5 separate regions of the Mus musculus genome follow, and regions 2, 3, 4 and 5 are each linked to region 1. A link is a contact called in public Hi-C and capture Hi-C data. All regions are on one chromosome and are shown on one strand. The core of a region is the stretch at or near the end of the contact, and the rest is flanking DNA. Distances in the headings are between cores, read along the strand shown. Region 1 overlaps Gpc6 (glypican 6). Region 2 overlaps Gpc6 (glypican 6). Region 3 overlaps Gpc6 (glypican 6). Region 4 overlaps Gpc6 (glypican 6). Region 5 overlaps Gpc6 (glypican 6).

Region 1 (4,373 bases), core at 1,048-3,547:
GTGCTCTTACCCACTGAGCCATCTCACCAGCCCCGAGAAGTATTTTTTTAGTATGCTGAGAGAGATGTCTTTCCTTTCTCCCTTTCCACATCCTCTTCATCCTTCCACGCAAAGATTCTGCAGGCCGAGAGAAGCTGGGGAGTAGGCTGGGCTGAAATTTTTCATCCATCCGTATGTTCTACCATTCCTTGTACTCTTCTGGTTAAAAAGGATAAAGTAGAAGGATTGAACAAGGGCAAGTCCTCCCATTAGTATGTAGAGAAGGATGGTCTCGACCAATCACCTTATAGTGGAGGATAGCCTCACCCAATCACTACAGAGTGGAGGAAAACCTCAACCAATCACTTTATAGTGGGGGTTGGCCTTAACCAATCACCACGTAATGGAGGATAGCCTCAACCAATCACCATGTAGTGGAGGATGGCCCCTGACCAATCACCATGTAATGGAGGATGGCCCCGACCAATCACCATGTAGTGGAGGATGGCCCCGACCAATCACCATGTAGTGGAGGATGGCCCCGACCAATCACCATGTAGTGGAGGATGGCCCCGACCAATCACCATGTAGTGGAGGATGGCCCCGACCAATCACCATGTAGTGGAGGATGGCCTCGAACATGTGATGCTTATGCTTCTACCTCCCTAATGCTGGAATTTCAGGCACCACGCCTATTGTTTAGTCTACTGCCGAGCCACGCCCAGTCCCGTTCATAGTTCTAAGCTCAGGTTGCTTAGTATTCCCTGTCCAACGTGAACACTGTGTAAACAGTTGTTACACTGATTTAGGGAATAGCGATGAAGAGGTCCTCGTATGTTCGGAACAGTATGTTTTTTTTTTTTTAATTTTTTAATATTTTTTGATCCAGGGTCGGTGGAATACGTGGATGCTAATGTCTATGCTAATTAACAGCCCAAGAAGTTTAACTAGTGCTGTCAGGTGACTTGTTGAATTTTGAGCGTTTCAGACAATTTCTGGAATTTTAATTTTCAGTATGTGTGCTCCCTGCTCCAGGTCGAAGGGATAAGTGATGCTTTACGGAATTTGCGATGGCGCCGTCGAGAGAGGGATATATATGTTCTCACACTTGCCTTTTCCACAGGAACGTGTTAATTAGCAGAGAGGCCTCATTACACTCAGCAAGCAGGCTTTTTGCCGACCCAGATCTGGATTGTTTTATTTTATTTTTCTCTCCCAAATCCCCAATTGAGGAGAAGCATCTCGTTTTCTCCAGGGTCTGGGGATGAGGGAGGATGAAGCAATCTCCCGTTACAAACGCTCATGGTTTGTCACATAGTAAAGTTACGAAAAAACAAGGTTTGGGTAAAGATGTGGAAGTGGGTCTCTTGGCAGACTGCAGGGCTGTCTGGACAGATGCACTGGCTCCTGGTCCACAGCAGAGCAGCATCACAGAGAGCCTCAGCTCAAGAACGGCATGCTTCGTGATGGTGTGTGTGTGTGTGTGTGTGTGTGCCCGTGTGTGTGTGTGTGCCCGTGTGTGTGTGTGTGTGTGTGTGTGTGTGTGTGGCAGGAGCCCTGGATAGGCTTAGAAGGGAAACTGGCTTCCAGCTGTGCTCTGCCAATGTGCTGCAGTTTTATAGGACCAAGTGGGGAACATGGGAGACCTCGCGCTCCTCTCTTCGCTTCTGTGATGCCTCCTCAGGCCAAGACTAGCTGGAGCCCTTAGAGGCCTTGGATACACTGACTCATCAGGCTTCCAGGGTGGAGCAGGCTGGTGACAAGGGAGAATGACTTTTCAGGAGCACAGAGAAGCCACCAGCCCCATCTGCCTGTATGCAGTTTCGCCCTGGCTTCTTCGTTTCATACAACACAATCTTACTGCTGAGTAGCAGTGCTGAGTGTCTCAGCCTGAGGAGCGCAGGGAGTGGCCCAGGGAGCTGTAGGCCAACCCAATCCCCTTCCTGACAGCATTGCCAGACTGCCTTCATCTGTTTCCTCAGCCTATTTCCTTAAAGGTGGAGCCATCTCCAGACCAACTGCCTACATACAGCCCTTACACCTTTCCTCAGCCTTGAGGCTCTGCAGAGAGGGCAAAAGCCACTCTTCAGTAAACACAGAGGAGCATAGAAGAAGGGCGCGCAGCATCCCAGGAAGCCCCAGCCTGCCACCACCGAACCCTGGTTTCCCACCTCTGGGTCTTGTTTTGCTGTCTATGTTTCTTTTCTTCTCCTTCCCTCGCCCTTTGTTCTCTGTTTCCAAGGCTTCCTGACTGTGTGGTTTAATTACCCGTCTGCCCTTGCCTCTTCGAAATCGTCTGGAATGTTTCTGAGACATCCAGTGCTGACTCAACCCCATCAGGGAAATTCATGAGGATACGCTACCAAGGATCCGATTCCCTTAGTAACAGCTCTTCACTGTTTCATGTCTGGTTATTTTTATTTAAATCTGAGACCGAGGGAGTTAGCGTGGTGGGCCGAGGTCATGGAGGGCAGCTCAGACCAGTGACCTAGCCACAGATTCACATTCTTTAGGAGCTTTTGTCATTTGAGCTGACCTCCCTATTCAGGCAAGGGCTGATTGCTATTCCTCTTGGTTTTGGGGGGGGGGATAAGGAAGCGAGTTCCCACCCCCCACCCCTAGGGAGATTGTGGTTGAGTGAATTAGAGGCTCAATCACGGGCCCAGATGTGCCATCTTAACTCCCTGGAGCCTCCCATCACTTTCCTATAGTTTTGTGTTCCCACAGAAGACACTGGGACTTCAGGAGCTGGTCTGTCTCAGAACCAGTGTGACATGGGACAGCTGTATAAAGCACTGCCTCCTGAGGATTCACTCTGGGCAGATTTGGTTCTCAGAAATTCTCATTAAGCAGAAGAATGCAGAGGGCTCGCTGGGGATCTGTGTCCCTAGGCGGTGTTTTATGGAAGCTTGGGGGAAAGTTGCCATCCATAGACTTTTTATTATTATTATGACTCTGTCTTTATGGGGCTCCTCCCACTCTTCACCTTTCTCCTTTGTGTTTCTGGTTTGAGTAGGTGCTGCTGGCCTTTTCTGTGAGAGAGCCGTGTGCTAATATGTGCGGGGTACAGGAAGTGAGTGCAGAAGGCACTGAAACATAAATGCAAACTCACCTGCTCCCTGCCCGGAAAGTCTGCGCTCTCTCTCTCTCTCTCTCTCTCTCTCTCTCTCTCTCTCTCTCTCTCTCTCTCTCTCTCTCTCTATGTTGGATATTTTCATTAATCATTCTCGAGTTCTATTTTGAGACAGGATCTCTTGGTTGGACCAGGAGCTAACTAACCAGTTGGGTTAGTCTGTCTGCCCCATGAGCCTCCTGCCTCCATTTCTCCAACTCTGGTGCTACATAGGTGCACATTTCCCCAGCTTACTTGCTGGGTTCTGCGGGATAGAACCCAGGTCCTCATGCACAGCTAGCATTTTACCAACCCAGCCATCTCTTCAGACCACAACCATTATGCTTTTTAAAAGTCACAGTCTACTAATGTCAGACACTCATGCACAGTTAGCCCTGTGCCTGAGAGGGTGACATTTGTCTGTGGATCTCTTGCCTACTGCCGACTCCTGTTCTGTATCCTCTCCTGTTTATCCTTCACCTTCTGCTGAGATATCAGCTTTTTCTTGTGTGTTTTCTAGCTTCCCAGACTGTCCTAGAAGATGCCCCACTGCCTCTGTGTACCAATTCTTCCTTCCAGGCACTTCCACAAGATGGATCTTTCATTCCATTCTGTATAGAACAGGGAGATCAATAGATATCTTACATACACATATATGTCTTTGAATTGTATCACTTTCTCCAAAAGACACAGTTAAGGCACATATATAAAAACATGTATATATAAGACATATAAAATTTTTACAGCAGGATCCACGGTGGGATGCCAGTGTGAATGCATAGCTCGGATGAGTGAGCCCTGTTCAAATTGCTCTGTGTGCTGTGGCTGCTCCTCCCCTTGGTTTTCTTTGTGTAGTACAGGGTCTTGCAATGTATCCCTGGTTGGTCTGTAACTTACTGTGCATATCAGGTTGGCCTTGAACTCCCAGCAATCCCCCTGCCTCTGTTTTCCCAGTGCTGAGGTTACAGGTGCCATGACCACAGTTAGTCTACTTTCCCCACTCTGACAAGTAGCCAGGCTCAGAGATGTTTCCCAGCACAGAGCTTCAACACCTGCCTGGAATCATCCTGGAACCATAGAGGACTTTTAAGAATACCAAGTCTGGACCAACACCCATGGAGAAATCGCTCCATCTGGAACACAACCTGAGCCTGTGGAATTTTTAGAAGTCCCAGGTGGTTGATCATAATATGTGGCCAAGACTGAAATACCCCGTAAGAGGAGTTGTCTCTGGTTTGGAGATGGGAGCTGGGATAGTGAGGAGGGAGATGCTAAGAGACTC
Region 2 (4,403 bases), core at 345-2,844, 810 kb after region 1:
CAAGAGTATCCAGTGTTGAAGTGCAAATGAAATACAATTAAGACACTGTCTATATATAGTTTCATTCAAAAGAAAATATTTACTCAGTTGTTTAAAAGTAAAAATGTGCTAAATAACTGATTTTAGCACTGTGGAATGGTCTATAAAATTAAAACAACTTCCTTCTATCAATTCTTGAGGTACCTTAGAGTAAATTTTCACATTCTGGCACCTATCAATTATCATAGTACTTACTGTACATTAATCAAAATCATATGGAGGGGAAAATATCACAATAAGAAGCCCAAAGAGGAAGAAAAGAACTTTTCCAGATTGAGTTAAGATGGAATTACCCACAAAAAGAATTTCAAAAAATAAAGTAATAAAATCTGCATATTAGGGAAGCAGTATCCATGATGGACTGGGAAGAGTGAGGTCTATCTAGAGGGGCTGAGAGGAGCATTGGAATTTGAAACACTAAACTCAGTACTGTGGTGCACACATGCAATCCCAGCACTTAAGATGCAGAGGCAAGAAGATCCAGGGCCCAAGGCCTCTCTTGGCTACATAGGAAGCATGAAGATGGCCTGGTCCCTGCCTTGGATGGGATTCTCTTAGTAAATAAAGAAATAGGGAAGAAAAGTACATAAACACAGACTCAGGAGTAATTGTAGCATGTCCCTCTGTTGGTGTCCTTTGGACAGACCTGAACACTAGGGTTCCATGGAGGTGGCACTAAGCTGTGTTCCTTTGGTTACTCTTCATGTGCTGCCACAGTTGCAGAGTTGCATAGCAAACAGAGATACATGAACCTCTAGTACTCTGGCTAGAAAGATGGAAAGGCACAACACACTGGACATTTCTGCAGAAAGGATGTTGAGAGAAGTAGGTAATGTGGACCCTGAGGTTAATATCCTAGATTCCCTGTCACTGCACAAATGTAAAGTTGATACCACTCGATTAAATAAAGGATGACCACTCCCAAGACACAAGTTCACCATGGAGTGGACATGTGACACATCCAAAATTAGATACAATACAGACACTCACACAGAACTGATATTTAACCCACAAAAGGAAGGTTGAAACTTACTCAGAGTCTAAACATAACCAACTTCACAGGGCTCCCAAAAAGAAATATAAACAGCTTCCATGGAATTTAAACAAAGCACAGAAACTCATGTAATGTTCACACTGACCAGGAAAATAAAGAATATTGTTCAACATATAAAGAATAGGAGGAAAGCCAATTACATAGGTAGAAATAATACATGGGTGTCACTAGAAGATGGGAAATGGTCATGGCCCCAAGAAGTCTTGTGAACAGATATAACAGATAAAAGCGGTCATTCCCTCTGTATCCCAAAATGTGTTACGAACACAAAATCAAAACCAGCTGTACTCAAAGGAAAAGAAGGAAAATCTACGAAACCCGAAGACTTCAATTTTTGGCTTTCTATGAGAGTAGGAGAAAGTTAAAATGTCAGTAAGGATAGAGGAGAGCTGAAACTCCTTCCTTACCAAGAGGAGCTAATGAACACTTATAGGCTGCTCAAGCCAACGGCAGCCAAGGATGTGCTCTATTCGCACACACCTGAATGTTTGCCAGGACAGATGGGTCATAAAAGCAACAACAACAAACTGTAAGTCATGAGCATCAGACAAGCATGCCCTCAGACAGGAACTAAACTAAGCTGGAAATCATTACCAGACACATAACATAAAATCCCCCTCAGACAAGAACAAACATGTCTGATTAATCTGTGGATAAAAAATAACTCGGAGGAAATTAGAAAATATTTCTTAAACAATTAAAATATCAGTTGGACATGAGAGAATTGATGAAACACAGTTCAAGAGAGAGGGAATTTAGAGCAAAAAATACATCACAAAGATGTCTAAGAGTTTCTATATTAACCAAGCAGATGGACAACAAATCGAATATGAAAGAAACAATAAGAATGATAGAAATTAAACCCAGGAAGAGTTAAAAAATAGATAAAAGTTAATCAAGCCAAAAGAAACATCATTTAAAAATGTTTTTGAAAAACATCATATTGATAAGCATTTGAAAACACAGAAGTTAGAACATACACATGACCAACATAAGGAGTAAAGGAAAATGCATTTTTAGAGACTCAATGAGCATTTCAAAGATATTGTAAGCTAACAAATCTTTGCAGAAGAATTAATCATTTGAGTAAAAATGTCAAGTTCCTCAGAATCTACCAATGGCAAAGAATGCTTGAAGCTAAAATAGATAAGAAGCACGATGAAATAAACTTTTACAAATGGATTTTACAATTAATAAAAATAAATCTTTGGCAAATATATGTTAAGTTCTAGATAACTTCATTAACAAATATAATAAATATTTTTAAAATAATAAGTTCAATTAGATGATAGATGAGATAGAAATATAAAAACTATAAAAATAAGGAGGAGAAGGAGGAGGAGCAGGAGGAGAAGGGAAGGGAGAGAATGAAATCCTTCATGAGGTCATAGTTATTATGAGTCTGGCAAAGGAAAAAGCATGAATTGAAAAAGAACAAGAATGGGCAGAAGGCCAGGCTGAGAACTGTCCCTTCATCTGTGCTTCCATAGTGCACAGGCAGAGGAGGATCCGTGTGACAGGAGGTTCAGATGTTCCTGAGTCTTGCATCAACAATGAAATTAAACAACTGCAACCAGAAAGCAGTGTCTGAGTGTGAGTCTTACAACCCTGATCAAAGCAGGTGCTCAAGTTCTCAACAACAGCATTTGAAGCCCTATGTAAAAGTATTACAAACCCCAAACAAAAGGATTTTATCCTCCTACTGCTAGAGCAGACTGGTGCTTCACAATTAATCTATAGAGTTGCTCATAATCTCTCTTGAGGAAGAAAATTTTAAGAGAATATGAACTACTTTAGAATACAAATCTGACAAACCATGAGATGAAATAAGGAGGAAAACTAAATTCTATCAAGAAAATAAAGGAGATTTTCTTTAACCTAAAAGGAAGCATCCTTCCTAGCCCGCTATCTTAATGGAGATACACTGTGTAATCCTTGCCAATGAAATAAGTGAAGAAAAACTAGGAAGACTTTCTATTTTATTCAGTACTAGCATGCTAATTTTAAAATGTATGTAGAAGTAACAAAGACGTAGAATTACGAAAATGTGTTTTTGTAAGGCAAAAATAGAGTAGTAAGAAGAGATGGAGGAGGAGGAGGAAGAGAGGAGGAGAAGGAAGAAGATGAAAATGAGGAAAGAACATGACGATTAGAACTGGATTGTTTCAACACTTACTGCTTTATGTCTTCAGAACCATTAAGATATGTAGACTAATAAAATAAAACTGCTGCAGTAAGTGCAGAAATAAAACCATTCCAGCACACCCATTGGGCTTTTAACAAAAGAGACAGAATGATATCTTTATTGGGTTATTTTGAACAATAGAAGTTACACACACACACACCTCAAACAAAAAGAACTACCATGTATAGGCCAAACATCATGTAGTCACTACTTAAATCTTAAGTACAAATGCAAATTGCACATTTGTGAAACTTTCATAGAGTACATACCTAGAATAAACTCTATGATATGGTGTGAAGGAAAGATAGAACATTTAAATGTTAATACTTAAGGAAGACAGTTATATATTGGGCTTCAAATAATTGAAAGCACAATCTCCTGTGAGATTCACTTAAGAATCAAAAGGTATCTGAAAAAAATGTATGAATTACTAACGTCTCCAGCAAATGCTGTTGATGTTTCCATCTTAAGTACAATACTTACATCATGCATGTGTCATAATTAATTTGACAGTTCAAAAACAACAATAAAACCTCTGTACATACATGATAATTTAAAAATAATTTCAACAATCTGGAAGATGTTTGACAATGATATCATTTTTTATTTCTAAAATTATTTATTATAAAAAATACACAAACTATTTTCTATTTATGGTAAGGTTGGAAGCCCAATTGCATGTGTAAAATCTAGCTTTATTAACATATGTTGAAATATGTATGAGATTTGTGTCATTTGTGTTCCTCAGCTACACTTGTGGGTGGGGCCTGCACTAAATTGGAGGAAAAATAGAAGAAAAAAATAAAAGTGGGGTAGATTAGGAAGGGTGAAAATGGGAGACAGGAGTGAGGAGAAGTGTGTTTAAAGTGAGAAATAAATGACACGGAATTTTAAGACAATTACCAAAAGCATTATTTTGTGCTGTTTTGTAAAAAAACAATGAAAATGTACTTTATTTATTTTAAATTCTTTTGTAAATTAAAGTTTTTAAGTGGACTTCCAAGAATACAGTTTTTCTCCAGCTGATGAGCATACACTCCAGACACAGTCAGTAGACCACATTCTAGACACAGTCAGTAGACCACACTCTAGACATAGTCAGTAGACCATACTCTAGACACAGTC
Region 3 (4,067 bases), core at 1,520-4,019, 990 kb after region 1:
CCAAAACGCATTTTACTGCTGAGATTGTTAGTGTGTTCTGGCTTCTTGGGGGATCCTACAGCTGCTGCTTTTGAGAGAGTGGTTGCTCTTCTCCCAGGAATGAAGGATTTCCGTGAAAGGAGGATATTTTCCTGTTTACTGTCGACAATGCATCCTCATTTCTCTCTTATAACTCCAGAACTTGTTTCAAACATCTTCGCAGGCAAGCTGCCCCAGTGCAAGCGTAACCTCGCAGTTTCCAGCGTGATAGAAAACACAGAACTAACGGAAAAATAAAAATAAAAACGAGGCAGAGCACCAGCCACACCAGAAAGATAGCAAAGAGGACCACACCACAAACATTTTTTCACACCATTTGCTTTTGTAAACAATATAATATCAATATTAAATAATAAAATAACAGCCTCATCAGTGGTTTCATCTCACACTATCAAAATATTTGTCTTTTTAACACAACATAAACAATTTAAGAAAGTAACTGGATGTGGGGATTGAATTATACAAATTCACTCATTTACACACATGCACACACACACACATGCACACACACACACACACACACACACAGAGGATACGGCAATGCCTATGAGTTTTTAAATACACAGTATGCTGTTCTGGGAAAGGGGTATTTTCATATGAACTAGCACATTAAAAACTTCATCTTTAGTGGAGATTATCATCTGAAATAAGGGTGGTTATTTTCCCAAAACTTCACTAGAAATTTTCTTAGACATGAGAACAGAGATAATGAGGTTAACCATCTTCAATAAGTTTATGCAGTTTGCTGTGCTCAGATTCAAGTACGGTGACCGCAACAAAGATCATTTGGTCGAGTCTTGGAAAACACCAAAGCTATGCATTGCTAGCAAGTTCACAAAATTGATATACTGAAGAGAGGAATTTACTTAACTTCCAAATTGTTAGGTACAATTCTTCCACTTATATATAAGAGTGTTTAGGGCCAGGTATTGGGGTGCCCCTTTAATTCCTGTACTAGTCGGTAAAGGTGGGAGCCTGCTCTACATAGAAGGTTTTTGGCCTTAGAAAAGATTCCTACCCTGTCTTGAGAAGGTGCGGTGCAGGGGTCTGGAGAGAAAGAGAGGTGACTCAGCAGCTAGGAGACCAGGCTGCTTCCTTAGAGGACCTGGGTTTAGTTCCCAGCTCCCACAAGGCAGCTTACAGCCATCTGGATCTTTCCTTGCAGGGTATCTGATGCCCTCTTCTGGTCTCTGCAGTCAATGCAGACACAGGCATACACACAAAACACACAAAATCAAAATAAATAAACCTCAACATTTTTTAAGTTAAAAAAAGCATTTAAGGATACATTTTAAATTGATTCATATGCAAAAGAGAAAAAGCCACTTCAACAACTGAAAAGCTGACCAAAGCTCTCATGCCTCAGGTTCTCCCTCTCTGACGCACTAATTACCCACCCAAGCCCTGCTTCTCTAAGCCTCCATCACTCCTCTCTGCATTACACTGAAGTTCTCCTCTGTAGCTGTCCTCGCTGTTCTCGGTGGACCTCAAGGGCAGGAAAACTCCAAGTACCTCTCCTTTAAACAGGCAATTAAAAATAAAATTTTCCTGACCTATACTGACATATGAATGAGGTCTTAAGTAGGCCAAGGCCACCAATGGAATTCACAGAACTACAAGCGGTTCCTGTGAGCACGCCAGGAGCTCAATTTATTACTCAAAGCCTCTACCATAAATAGATCACTCTAGAAGCTACGCCATTTGGTGGCTCCATGCCTAGGACCAGTCAACTCTGTCAAGAAATGTTCCTTCCTATCAACGTCTTCACCTTCAAGGTAATACTGTTGTCATTTAAAATATTCTTTATGTTTAACTCGCCTAATCTTTTCAGATATTCTAAAACTATTGTCAAAGATGTGGAAAGTGCACCCCTCTCTTTTTAAAGGACATTTTAAATAGGCGCGTACCAACGTGTGGCAATGCTTCATTGGGAGGTAGGTTATTCTTCAACACCAAATGAAAGCAGCGCATCCCCTGTTCCACACAGTAATCTCCACTGCTTTATCCTTTCGTAAATTGATTTCCACTGCCTTGAGCTAACTTAGCTTATGGGTACCAAGTTTTTGAAGGAAACAGGAGAGTATCTTTACAATACACCACTTAGTTTTAGTGTTACTGAAATTGACTAAGTCTTGCCCAGCAGGGAGAAAGGAATACTTCTTGTAATTCCTAATAGAGAATAGTTAATTATTTATTGCATAGCATGTATGTTAAGGCATTGTGCTCTGGGAGAAGTAGAATTGGAAGAGTGTCCTCTGATACCTCAGGGGCAAGTGTGGAAAACAAAGAATAAATGTCTCCTTTTTTTTTAAAAGGAGAAAAGAAATAGTAGAACACAGCTGGATTGATTACCAAAATAAGAGACAAATGACTGAAGGTCAGTAAAGGCAGAAACAGGAAGGAAGTAGCCTTGGAGAGAGGAATTTGATGAATCTGAGAGTGATTGGTATGGGCAACTTAATGAGATTAAACTTGGCTTCGCGGAAGAGTAGGGAGGACAGGTTGGCATTGTTAGGATTGTGAGCAAAGAACAGAAGCTCGGAGAGAAGTGACTTTGTTGAAAGAGCTTTTACGAGATGGAAGTTTCTAGAAGAGGCATGCCTGGCAATAAATTAGAAAAGTGGCTTACGTTCTTGGCTGTTAAACCAAGAAGTCTGTATTTATTCTGAGGGCAATGGAGAACACCGTTAACTAGACAACCTAGGTCTGAGAATGTCAGACAGTGTGTGTCTTCAGTGTGTCCCCACAGCAAGGCCACCAACATGCTCAGGAATGTCTTCAGACTGACTCAAGAGCCCCTTCCCCCAGTTGATGAATTAGAAACAACCAAATTGGAGCTTGGTAGCCCATGTTTCAGCCAGCACCCTGGGTGATTCTAACTTTCACTCAAGTTTGAGAGCTGCTGATTAAACAAATCAAAGTTACCAAGAGGCCTATGGAAAATACAGGATCGATGGAATCCTTAGGGGTACATCAACCAAAACCACAGAAATAGTAACTAGTTGGAGCAGCTGCTCTCAAAACAGGAGAAGTATGTGGTAGCCAGGATACAACAGAAAATGCTACTCCAGATGAACCAGAAATTCTTACTATATAGCCAAAGAAACAAAGTCTGCTTATTAAAATATGCCTACATTTCATGTTTGTTACTGCATCATTCACAAAGACAAAATATATAATCAATTGTGGGGCCTGCCAGTACATATGTGGTAAAAGAAATTCTCACAGGTATATAAACTATGAGATATTATTCAACCTTACAGCAAAACGAAAGGAACCTGGGGGTAGGGTTGGGGGAGGGCTTATGTGAAGAGAAATAGGAGACACAAGAAGAAAAATAACCTACTTTTTCATAAATGAAAGCTACAAAAAATAGAAATGGTCTCAAAGTAGGAGCAGAGCAGAACTGAAGGAGATGCTGACCACCACTAGAAACTTGAAATGGAGGGGAAGGGAGGGAAATTTGGCAATGGGTACCAAAATACAGAGAGATGGGAAGAATCTATTCTAGCATCCTGTATCACAGAAGAGTGAGTGTAGTTTTAAACAGCCTGCTGCCATCATTTATGGAGAACCAGAGGAGATGGGCAGAGCCTCTCAATGCAGAGAAATAATAAACGCACCAGCAGATGGAATGCCATTTGTTCCTTCTGAGTTGATTAATTCATACTGTATATGTATACTGAACTGTCAAACTATGCCTATGAATGTGCACAATTACTATGCCAATTGAAAATAAATAAATTCACGTATAATAAAAAATAATGCAAGCCGTAAGATTTGGCTGCTTAAGGTGAACTGACACCCGTGAGGCAGCACAACAGAGAGAACACGGCCAGTCATTTCCAAGTTGGAGAGTAAATAGGACAAAGAGTGCATTTATAAAAGTTTTTCCTATTTGGCATTTAGTGGCGCGTCAAGACCACCTTTTAGAGCTCTAGGCTGGAGGCAGGGTTTGGTGGTTCACAGTGAATACTAGTCTTGCCGAGGACCCAACATCCACATAGAGAAGAACACAAGCAACACGG
Region 4 (4,050 bases), core at 1,031-3,530, 520 kb after region 1:
GGGGCATGTTCACACCTCTGGGGTTTGCCTATTACCTATACACGACCTACAGCCTTTGGTTAAATATACAGTAAGTTTATTGGGCCCGGTGCCACATACTTTTAAAGACAATATGATACAAAAGTAGATATGAATAGAAGTTATTACTTAAACTATGCTGCAAGAGTGTAAGCCATCCTTCTTAAGGAATGTGCTCTCCAAAATATACCTTTTAAAGAAATAATCGATATTCATAGATGAAGAATGTATCCAACGTTACTTACAAAGCTGGAATAATAGTTTGTGGGAAACAGATGGAGTTCTGAGTAAATTTGTATTATTTGTGTGAGCACGCACAGCCAGGTTAAGGACCTCAGTGCCTCAGACTTATGAAAATGGCAGGGCCTTCCCTGAAATCAGGCTCAGGGCAATGGCAAGGCCTTCCACTGATCCACGCATGGGTGTTGACAGTATGTGCAGGGAGCATCAATCACAGATTCCTCCTGTCTGATAACCACAAGCTGAGCTGACTCCCCCACAGAGACTTCTTGCCAAGAGAGGTTCTGCCTCCTCATCTTTGCTGTGGTATAAAATAAGCATTCTGGGTTTAAAGGCTGCTGCTGCTGCAACATCTCTTTTAGAGTGTATAGTCTATGTTCTTCTGTATGTCTGTCAGTCATTTCTTCATTCCCTGTCACCATTAGAGCAATCCCCAAACTTCATGGGTTACAGAAATGGTGCATGCAAATTATAAAAAACAAAAAGATGTAAGAAATGAAGTTGTCAGAATTTGAGGCACTGTTCCCACCATATGACCCTATTCAGTATCTAAGGCCTGGAGCTTATGAAATTTGAATTTTATAAGGCAGGCTTAATGTCTCTAAATCTATGTTCTCCTAAATATAGTACCTACACAGCACATAACATCAAGTGGAAAATGTGTATTTTTATTAAGTTTGGGCTCTGGCGTCCAGAACCATGGACCACATGGGATGTTCTGGGTTGTGTGTCTTTAAAGCTCAGTCAATCTAAGAGGAGCATTTCTTTCTTGTTTTATTTAACTCAAGAACCAGAATCAGAGAGCAAGTTAGAAAACCAAATGGCATGACCCCAGAAATAAGATGCCTTCTTGTTTCGTTATCCTTCATTCTGTTTGCTGCCAGTAATATCTTCCACAGTCTAGACAAATACAGCTCTCTTCCTTGTTGATAAATGATATAGCATTTGCTAAAAGTCTAGCATAATCTTCATCAGAATGATATCTAGTTGTTGCAGGATAGGTAAAAATAATGCACAGGTATTTTATGGAGGTACATGTCTTCTTGGTATCTAGAATTAAATCCAATCTTCTTTTTTTTTTAAGAGTTTAACCACTGCGTGTGTGTGCGTGTGTGTGTGTGTGTGTGCACGCATGTGCATGCACGCTCAAATGTTCACATGTTATATAACTTAATGCTCTGATTTGAAAGGCTGGTAAATCAGAGAAGGTTTTTGAAGGCTATGATTTTACAAAATAATACCCATAATATTTATGTATTTACCCCATTGCTCCAGTTTAAACCAAGTAAACTTTGAGAAGGGAGCTTCATCAGATGTCTAGCTCAGAACAAACCAGTTATATTTGCTTAAATAAATTCTCAAAAAAAAAAAACCCTCTTCATCAAGGATTGAAAGATCCTTTGAACAAATTAGTTATTTGACATTTTTACATGAAAATAGTAAAATGTTACTCTAATATGAAAAGCATTTACAAATGTTATTCAATTTCTTAGTATGCCTGTGCATTCTAAAATGCTGTCTCTGTTGATGGGGGCACATTCTGAATGACTCATTCGTAGCCATATGTCCTTATTTCATGGGAAATGTAGCAAGCCTGGAGCGGAGAATGTACGCAGCACTTCACAGCACAGCAAGCACTTGATCTGAATAACCTATATTTTTCTTGCACTGCAAAATCTAATAGAGTTGGACAAAATGTCATCTGCTGCTTATTAAGTCTTGTTTTTTTATGGTTGACTGACCTAATTTTCCAGAGTTTAAATTTTAACGTCTTATCACCTGCTTGGCTAAAGTTTCAGTTCGCTGTCAAGTACTTGTGCATGTTAGCATGCCATTTACACGTGTTCAAGTCAAATAATTGGGTTCACAGTAGACCTGTGTCAGTTTCAAATCTGGTCCCAATTAGAAAGTACATTTTTCAAAGTAGTGGATCTGGTTCTCTTTCTCACCCATTCATCACTTCAGTCATTCCTGGGAACAGAGAGGCATCACTGTGCAACTCGGGCAGCTGCTGCACATGAGACATCGTCTCTGCTCACAGTAGTTAGCTTTCTGTAGACTCAATTCGAAGCATCACAGTCTCCAGCCACTAGCTTATTCTTTTTCTTTCCTTCACATCATCTGTCCTTCACAGAGCCACAGGCTTCTGGGACACTGGCCATCTACTTTCTACCTTTCCTTGAGTAACCCGTGAGCTCATTCTTTTCCTTAGGAGCCTTGGTTCTGCACCAGTAGTCTAGTCATTGTATAACTGCTCTGCGTTCAAGCTGGCAGAAATAGTGAGCTTTGTTAAAAAAAAAAAACCCACTAGAAACTGTAATCTAGAGATCACTATCATGTTCTAGTGTTCACTTGGCTGTGTCAAACGAAAAGAAGATAAGCCAGCCCTTATGGCCTAGAGTCTTCTTAAATTCAGTCTCTAAGACTAATGCATCAGAACTGCCTGAAACCCACAGCATCTCCGTCTTCTGCTTACCTTTCTTTCAGTTATTTGCTACGATGTCACCCTTTCCTAGCTCAAATCCTATAAAATGACTCAAACCCTTCTCTAACTCCCTTCCCAAGGGCTGCACATTCTCTCCAGAGCAGACAGGTAGCATTCCTACACTGTGACAATTGATCTGGCAATTCAGAACCCAACAGTCCCCACTCAGTGAATTATCCTTACAGGCTTTCGTTGGTGTCTAATGCAATCATAAATTATGACACATAGAAGTACCTTCAAACCCTCTCCATTCACAGAAGAGCCGATTGAACCTCAGAAAATTGCATTCTGTGTTCTAAATATTCACACTACACAGACATTATGGGAAGCAAAATATTTCCCTCAGTTGGTTCCTTTCCTTGACATCATTTAAATCCTGTGAAGCTGGCACAAGTGAAACTGTGTTTCATAAGAAAGTAAATGTCCTTGATATTAATTGGACAATGTACGGTGAGTATTATCTAATTGCCCAGAGCCTTTTAGGAATGTTAAGTCTCAGTCTGACTACAGACCAAGAGAATTAGAATTCACATTTAAATGTGAGAGTGTTTTCCTGCATGTCTATCTGCACCACATGGTCAACAGGTGCCTGAAAAATCAGAAGAGGTTATCAGATGTTCTGGGACTGGAGGCAAAAATAATTAGTAGCTATTATGTGGGTGCTAGGGACTGATTCTTGGTTCTCTGCAAGAGCAACAAGCACTCTTAACCACAGAGTCATCTCTTCAGCTCAAGAACTGATTGTTCCTTAGTAAAAGCTTTTTAAGAGAGCAAAGAAAGCAACCATTAATCAACACCCATTGCTGCTGACTACACATCAGAACTGTTCTCTTTTCCAATGCTAGGTTGCATGTCCTTTCAAAGTTACTCAGTTTTTTTTTATTTGTTTTGTTGGGGTGCTGATACATGGAAATTCGCTGCTTTGTGCACAAGAAATTAGGGAGCTTTGCTCTGCTTGATAACAGAAATGGCAGCAACTAAATATGAGGATAAACTTCAAATATTTTATATGTATCATTAGTGTGGGGTTGAAGATGATAGAGCTTAAGATCTTCCAGGAAGGGCAAAGCCAGGGGTAGGATGCCACCACAAAACTAATGAGCCCTCACATCTCCTCAGCTTTTCTGAGAACACTGCACTTGGAGGAGAAGAAGATACCAAAGCCAGTAGGTTCTTCTTAGCAATGGAGGGAAAGAAGGCTGTGTTCCTGAGATAGTGCTAGAGAAAAAGGTGATCCCTCTTGTCACTTGGTCTCCTCATTCAGTTACTTCTCAGTCCTCCATGCAATGCAAAAGTGTCTTCTATCT
Region 5 (4,279 bases), core at 1,737-4,236, 690 kb after region 1:
TCCTTGATTCCATCAAACATTTCTTATCCCAACAGAGATGTATACGCACACAATCTGGTTTTCCACTGAAGATGTTCCAGTCACAGAAATTGTCCAGTTATGTTTTATTTCTATCATTGGGCTAATGTACCACTTAACCCACCTCTGTTTTGATATCCATTTATTGAGAGCAAGGTAAAGTGACACGAAGGAGATACATGTTGGCAGTCTTAGCAGTAGAAGGCATAGAACAGTTTTGCTTGTTTGATTGCTTTTCCTAAATTCTGCTCAGATACATTTGCAGTGTAATAGGAGTATATTACAGTGTAATATATAGGAGTATATTACAGTGTAATATATAGGAGTATATTACAGTGTAATATATAGGAGTATATTACAGTGTAATATATAGGAGTATATTACAGTGTAATATATAGGAGTATATTACAGTGTAATATACTGGCATGCTTTACTTTCTCATCATTCTAAGACTTCTGCACTATCATTTCATTTAATTAATTTTTGTTTTGTTTTTTTTTTTACAGAATAAGAGGAATTCTGAAATACGTAATTAAAAAAAAAAAAGAGGAATTCTGAACACAGGAAGTTTAAGAATTTAACTATAAACCACAAGAGAGAAACAAGGTTATAAAAAACATCCCTCCAAACTCCCTTCCCTGGATTTTTTTGTCTGCCTCCATATTCCACTTCCATATTTATATTCTAACCATCACTTAATCTCAGCCACAGGATTAAAATTTCCCTCTTGAAAGCCCCAGCATTCAGTTACTCCTTATGGAAAGGTTTATCTCCTCATATATGCAATCAGCTTTCAGCCTTTGCTTCGTATAAATCTCACTGTTTTGTGATGTTAAGGAGGTGGGATGTGTTGATTTCCATTCTTTGTTAAGGCTTTTATAGTGGGCTGGCTTGGTTTTCTACACATCTGGTTATCAGGTGCTATTAACAGGCTCATTACCATAATTTATTACTTACCTGACTGTGACTTTACCCATCTGGCATTTCATTTAAGTGCCACACACCTGGCACTCTGTGTTATTTTGAAAAAAAAAAAAAAAAAAAAAAAAAACGATTACTTTTGTACTTTTCAGAGAAAAATCAGGACGACTCTGGTTTTTATCCTCTTTTCTTAATCTTGGGTCTCCTTGCACAATGAAATAGCACTTAGACCTTTTAGTGCAAAACCAAGTTCAAGATAACACAGAGTGAAATCCAGACACAAAAAGCCCAGCTTTTGATATGAAAATGTTCTTTCAATAACAGCACAGCCTCCTCCAACCCACAGTGTTTCAAATGTAATTTACAATGAGGCAATCCATTTCTTCCTGGGAGATGGATTATTTTAAGAGTGCTTCTCACATTTGCTGTGTTGCAAGTTATTGGGTCTTCCATTACCTCAGCATTGCCAGCTCTCAGATCATACAAGGGCAGTGGGAGGAAATTCGCTATATTGGCAATTTTCCATATTTGTGTTCAGAGGAACTTTACCTTTTCTAGAAGACAGTGAAAAGAAAAAAGAAATGAAACTGTGATATTCAGTTACTACTGGTAAAATAGTAAATGTCACAGTCAATTTCCATAACTACAAATGATTTAAAAGTTCAGTAATCTTGGGTCCAGGGATGTATACCATTAAAACGTATGCATACAGTTAACCATTCTTTTGATTTCAGAACCGTCTAAGTTGTGTGTATGTGTGTGTCTGTCTCTGTGTGTGGCAATGTGAACATGTGTCTTTGTGTGAATGCATTTTTGTATATTTGTTTCTCTGTGTGTATTTATGTGTGTATTTGTGCTATGAATGTATGCATGTATGTTTGTGTTTCTGTCTCTCTGTGTGTTTGTCTGTGCCTGTGTGTGTATATGTGTATAAATATATATTTGTCAATCTATGTATATATGTATGTCTCTGTGTCCCTGGGTATGTTTATGTGTGTACATGTGTGTTTATGTGTCTATGTATAAACCTACATTTGTGTTTCTGTGACTCTGTGTGTGTCCATTTATGTGTGTGTGTTTATGCTTCTGTGTCTATGTATATCTGTGCATATATATATATATATATATATATATATATATCTGTGTGTGCCAGTGTACATATATGTGTATGTATGTGTGTGTGTTTGTGTATATGTGCACATCTATGTGTATTTGTGTGTCTGTGTGTATATGTTTCTGTGTTTGTATTTGAGTGTTTCTGTGTATGTCTGTGTCTATGTGCACATATATGTGTTTGTGTATTTGTGTCTGTGTGTACCTATGAGTATGTGTTTGTATATGTATGTCTCTCTGTGTGTGTCTGTGTCTATGTATGTATCTATGTGAATGTGCACCTGTGTATGCGTATCTGTGTGTATCTATGTATATGTGTGTTTGCATGTGTATGTCTCTCTGAGTGTGCTTATGTGTATCTGTGTTTTTAAGTGTGGATGTATCTACAAGGAGGTCCACAGAGAAAGCTGCTCTATCACATCTAGACAGAAGCACACCATGCACTCCTCTGTCCCCCAGGACGAAGCATCAGATGAGTTACTAGTTGAAGTAGCACACCATGAACTGGAGCATTTGTTGGTTCTCAAGAGACTATACTGAGCATGGTACCTTCCACACCCGGGACTCATTCTGTGCATTTAGCATAAACAAGGAATACATCCTTGATCCATTTAACACCAATATCACAATAGAAGAATTCTCTGTTCGTCAGTATGCCCTGAAATAAAGAGGTGGAGCACAGTGAAGACAGTGAATGAAATAATACACTGAGTAGAACGAGGATGAAGGGTGACAGCATCCAGGGAGGCAACAGGAGTGTTAGTGTTGGCAGTGGGAAGGAAGATCTGGAATGGCAGAAAGGGTAGGACAGCAGATAGTGGTTAACTGCAGAAAACCAGCCGCTAGCTGACTCACCGCATTGCTCAGACTAAACCTGTATCATCAAAGTGATTTCTGCTTTGAGCAATCGATGGTTGTTTTGGAAAACCACAATAAAATGAAACCTACACCAGATTTCCAGAGCTCTGGTGGGCGTCTGCAGTCCAGAGAGCAGGCTTAGATATTTAAACTCTAACATTCAACCAAAGATGATCTTAATGGTGATTGAAAACATCTTTCCAATAAATAAAAACACATTTTGTCCACCGTCTTTAAAAAGTTTACTCAGTGACTTGGACAAACCCAGATGTAGTTTGGAAGGATTCTGGGACTAAAGAAGTAAGAGTTGATGGAAAAGGAAAACCACCAAAGAGGAAATGAACTGATATGATTTAATGTGCGTTATTATTACCATCGTAAATTATGTTGGTCAATGCTGCCTAAAGTAGAACTTCACTTGATTTTAAGCCAAACAAGACCACTGAATTATTTTCAGTTAATTGTGATCAAGCCATATGTTGCAATGAGAACAGTGTGTTAATCAGTCAACACTGCCTCAATGGTAACAAAATGGTGTGTTTCCCTTCTGCTGGACAAAGTATATCTCGCCAATAGAAGAAAACGAAAACGAATGATTACAGAAATCATGCTTTTTGGGTACATAAAAATCTTAACTGATTTTTGAAATTTTAAACAGATGGTAAGACTGGATTTATGAGATATTCTTCACACAACTCCTTTATGCTTGAAGATTTTTTATGTTGTATTTAGTGTGTGTGTGTGTATAGAATAGAGCACAACTTGCATAAATGGCATTTCTCCTTCTACCACACAGCCTCTGGACATGGAACTCAGGTTCCGAGACACAATAGCCAGTACTGTTACTTGCTATACAATCATGTCAGCCCCAAATGTGTATTTTAAGAGAGATATAAAGAGCTTCCGAGTAGTGCACTGAGACAGAAGTTTAAGAGACCTGAGGGCCTGGAGCTCAGGACATATGAAGTTAGTTTATCATCTGAGCTGTGAGAGGAACAGATAGAGGATATTCAGTAGTCATTTAATAAGTTACAAACATCACAGAGTATGATGTTGTATGTCTGAGCCCTGTGCCAAAGCAGAAAAATATTACAATATATGGCAAACTACAAGGCAAGAAACCAATTTCACTAACAGATCCACCTACCCTCAAATGCGTTTTATATTTATAACTAAAAAGCCCCCGCAATGGCCAATTGTAACACACTTTTATGGTGGCACTTTAAAAGCAGACCTTCCCGAGTTCCAAACACATCCACCGCGAACATTCAGTTCTAGAGCTGTGAAACAGACATTTGCTTTTCTGTAATAAGAATTTATGTGGTCATTGTCTGAAGCCAGAGATGCTACAGAAAGCACAGGCTGGCTT

Evidence for each region. Hi-C and Micro-C count contacts between places; a contact is called where the count stands out from the background. Capture Hi-C pulls out chosen DNA fragments and counts their contacts.
Region 2: a contact with region 1 is called in a Hi-C map of uterus, with 2.8 times the contacts expected there. The contact joins two enhancer-like sites. A contact is called at or near these places in 3 of 484 Hi-C or Micro-C datasets (nephron progenitors, uterus and ventricular fibroblasts) and 1 of 9 other capture datasets (embryonic stem cells).
Region 3: a contact with region 1 is called in a Hi-C map of neural progenitor cells, with 6 times the contacts expected there. The contact joins two enhancer-like sites. A contact is called at or near these places in 15 of 484 Hi-C or Micro-C datasets (the AML12 cell line, the MC3T3-E1 cell line, cerebral cortex and 8 more), 4 of 115 datasets of contacts at active chromatin or transcription factors (embryonic basal ganglia, embryonic stem cells and trophoblast stem cells) and 1 of 9 other capture datasets (embryonic stem cells).
Region 4: a contact with region 1 is called in a capture Hi-C map of embryonic stem cells, with 9 times the contacts expected there. The contact joins two enhancer-like sites. A contact is called at or near these places in 4 of 484 Hi-C or Micro-C datasets (the 3T3-L1 cell line, adipose-derived mesenchymal stem cells, nephron progenitors and 1 more), 2 of 115 datasets of contacts at active chromatin or transcription factors (embryonic fibroblasts and embryonic stem cells) and 1 of 9 other capture datasets (embryonic stem cells).
Region 5: a Hi-C map of uterus shows a contact between it and region 1, with 2.8 times the contacts expected there. The contact joins two enhancer-like sites. A contact is called at or near these places in 3 of 484 Hi-C or Micro-C datasets (cortical neurons, embryonic stem cells and uterus), 1 of 115 datasets of contacts at active chromatin or transcription factors (embryonic stem cells) and 1 of 9 other capture datasets (embryonic stem cells).

What each region holds. Positions count from the first base shown.
Region 1 is chr14:117,928,670-117,933,042 of GRCm38.p6, reverse strand. The region is part of intron 6 of Gpc6 (glypican 6); the gene reads right to left. Among named protein-coding and RNA genes, the nearest start is that of Gm52110, 21 kb to the right of the region's middle. Within about 2 kb of position 2,297, at least 140 of the 459 cell types and tissues checked have an H3K27ac peak or open chromatin away from gene starts, as enhancers often do. A contact at or near this core is called in neural progenitor cells and uterus, where this site is marked.
Region 2 is chr14:117,120,377-117,124,779 of GRCm38.p6, reverse strand. The region is part of intron 1 of Gpc6 (glypican 6); the gene reads right to left. Among named protein-coding and RNA genes, the nearest start is that of Gm52112, 5.7 kb to the left of the region's middle. Within about 2 kb of position 1,594, at least 5 of the 459 cell types and tissues checked have an H3K27ac peak or open chromatin away from gene starts, as enhancers often do. A contact at or near this core is called in uterus, where this site is marked.
Region 3 is chr14:116,941,558-116,945,624 of GRCm38.p6, reverse strand. All of the region lies in intron 1 of Gpc6 (glypican 6), which reads right to left. Among named protein-coding and RNA genes, the nearest start is that of Gpc6, 18 kb to the right of the region's middle. Within about 2 kb of position 2,769, at least 5 of the 459 cell types and tissues checked have an H3K27ac peak or open chromatin away from gene starts, as enhancers often do. A contact at or near this core is called in neural progenitor cells, where this site is marked.
Region 4 is chr14:117,406,426-117,410,475 of GRCm38.p6, reverse strand. All of the region lies in intron 2 of Gpc6 (glypican 6), which reads right to left. Among named protein-coding and RNA genes, the nearest start is that of Gm52112, 280 kb to the right of the region's middle. Within about 2 kb of position 2,280, at least 14 of the 459 cell types and tissues checked have an H3K27ac peak or open chromatin away from gene starts, as enhancers often do.
Region 5 is chr14:117,238,873-117,243,151 of GRCm38.p6, reverse strand. The region is part of intron 2 of Gpc6 (glypican 6); the gene reads right to left. Among named protein-coding and RNA genes, the nearest start is that of Gm52112, 110 kb to the right of the region's middle. Within about 2 kb of position 2,986, at least 5 of the 459 cell types and tissues checked have an H3K27ac peak or open chromatin away from gene starts, as enhancers often do. A contact at or near this core is called in uterus, where this site is marked.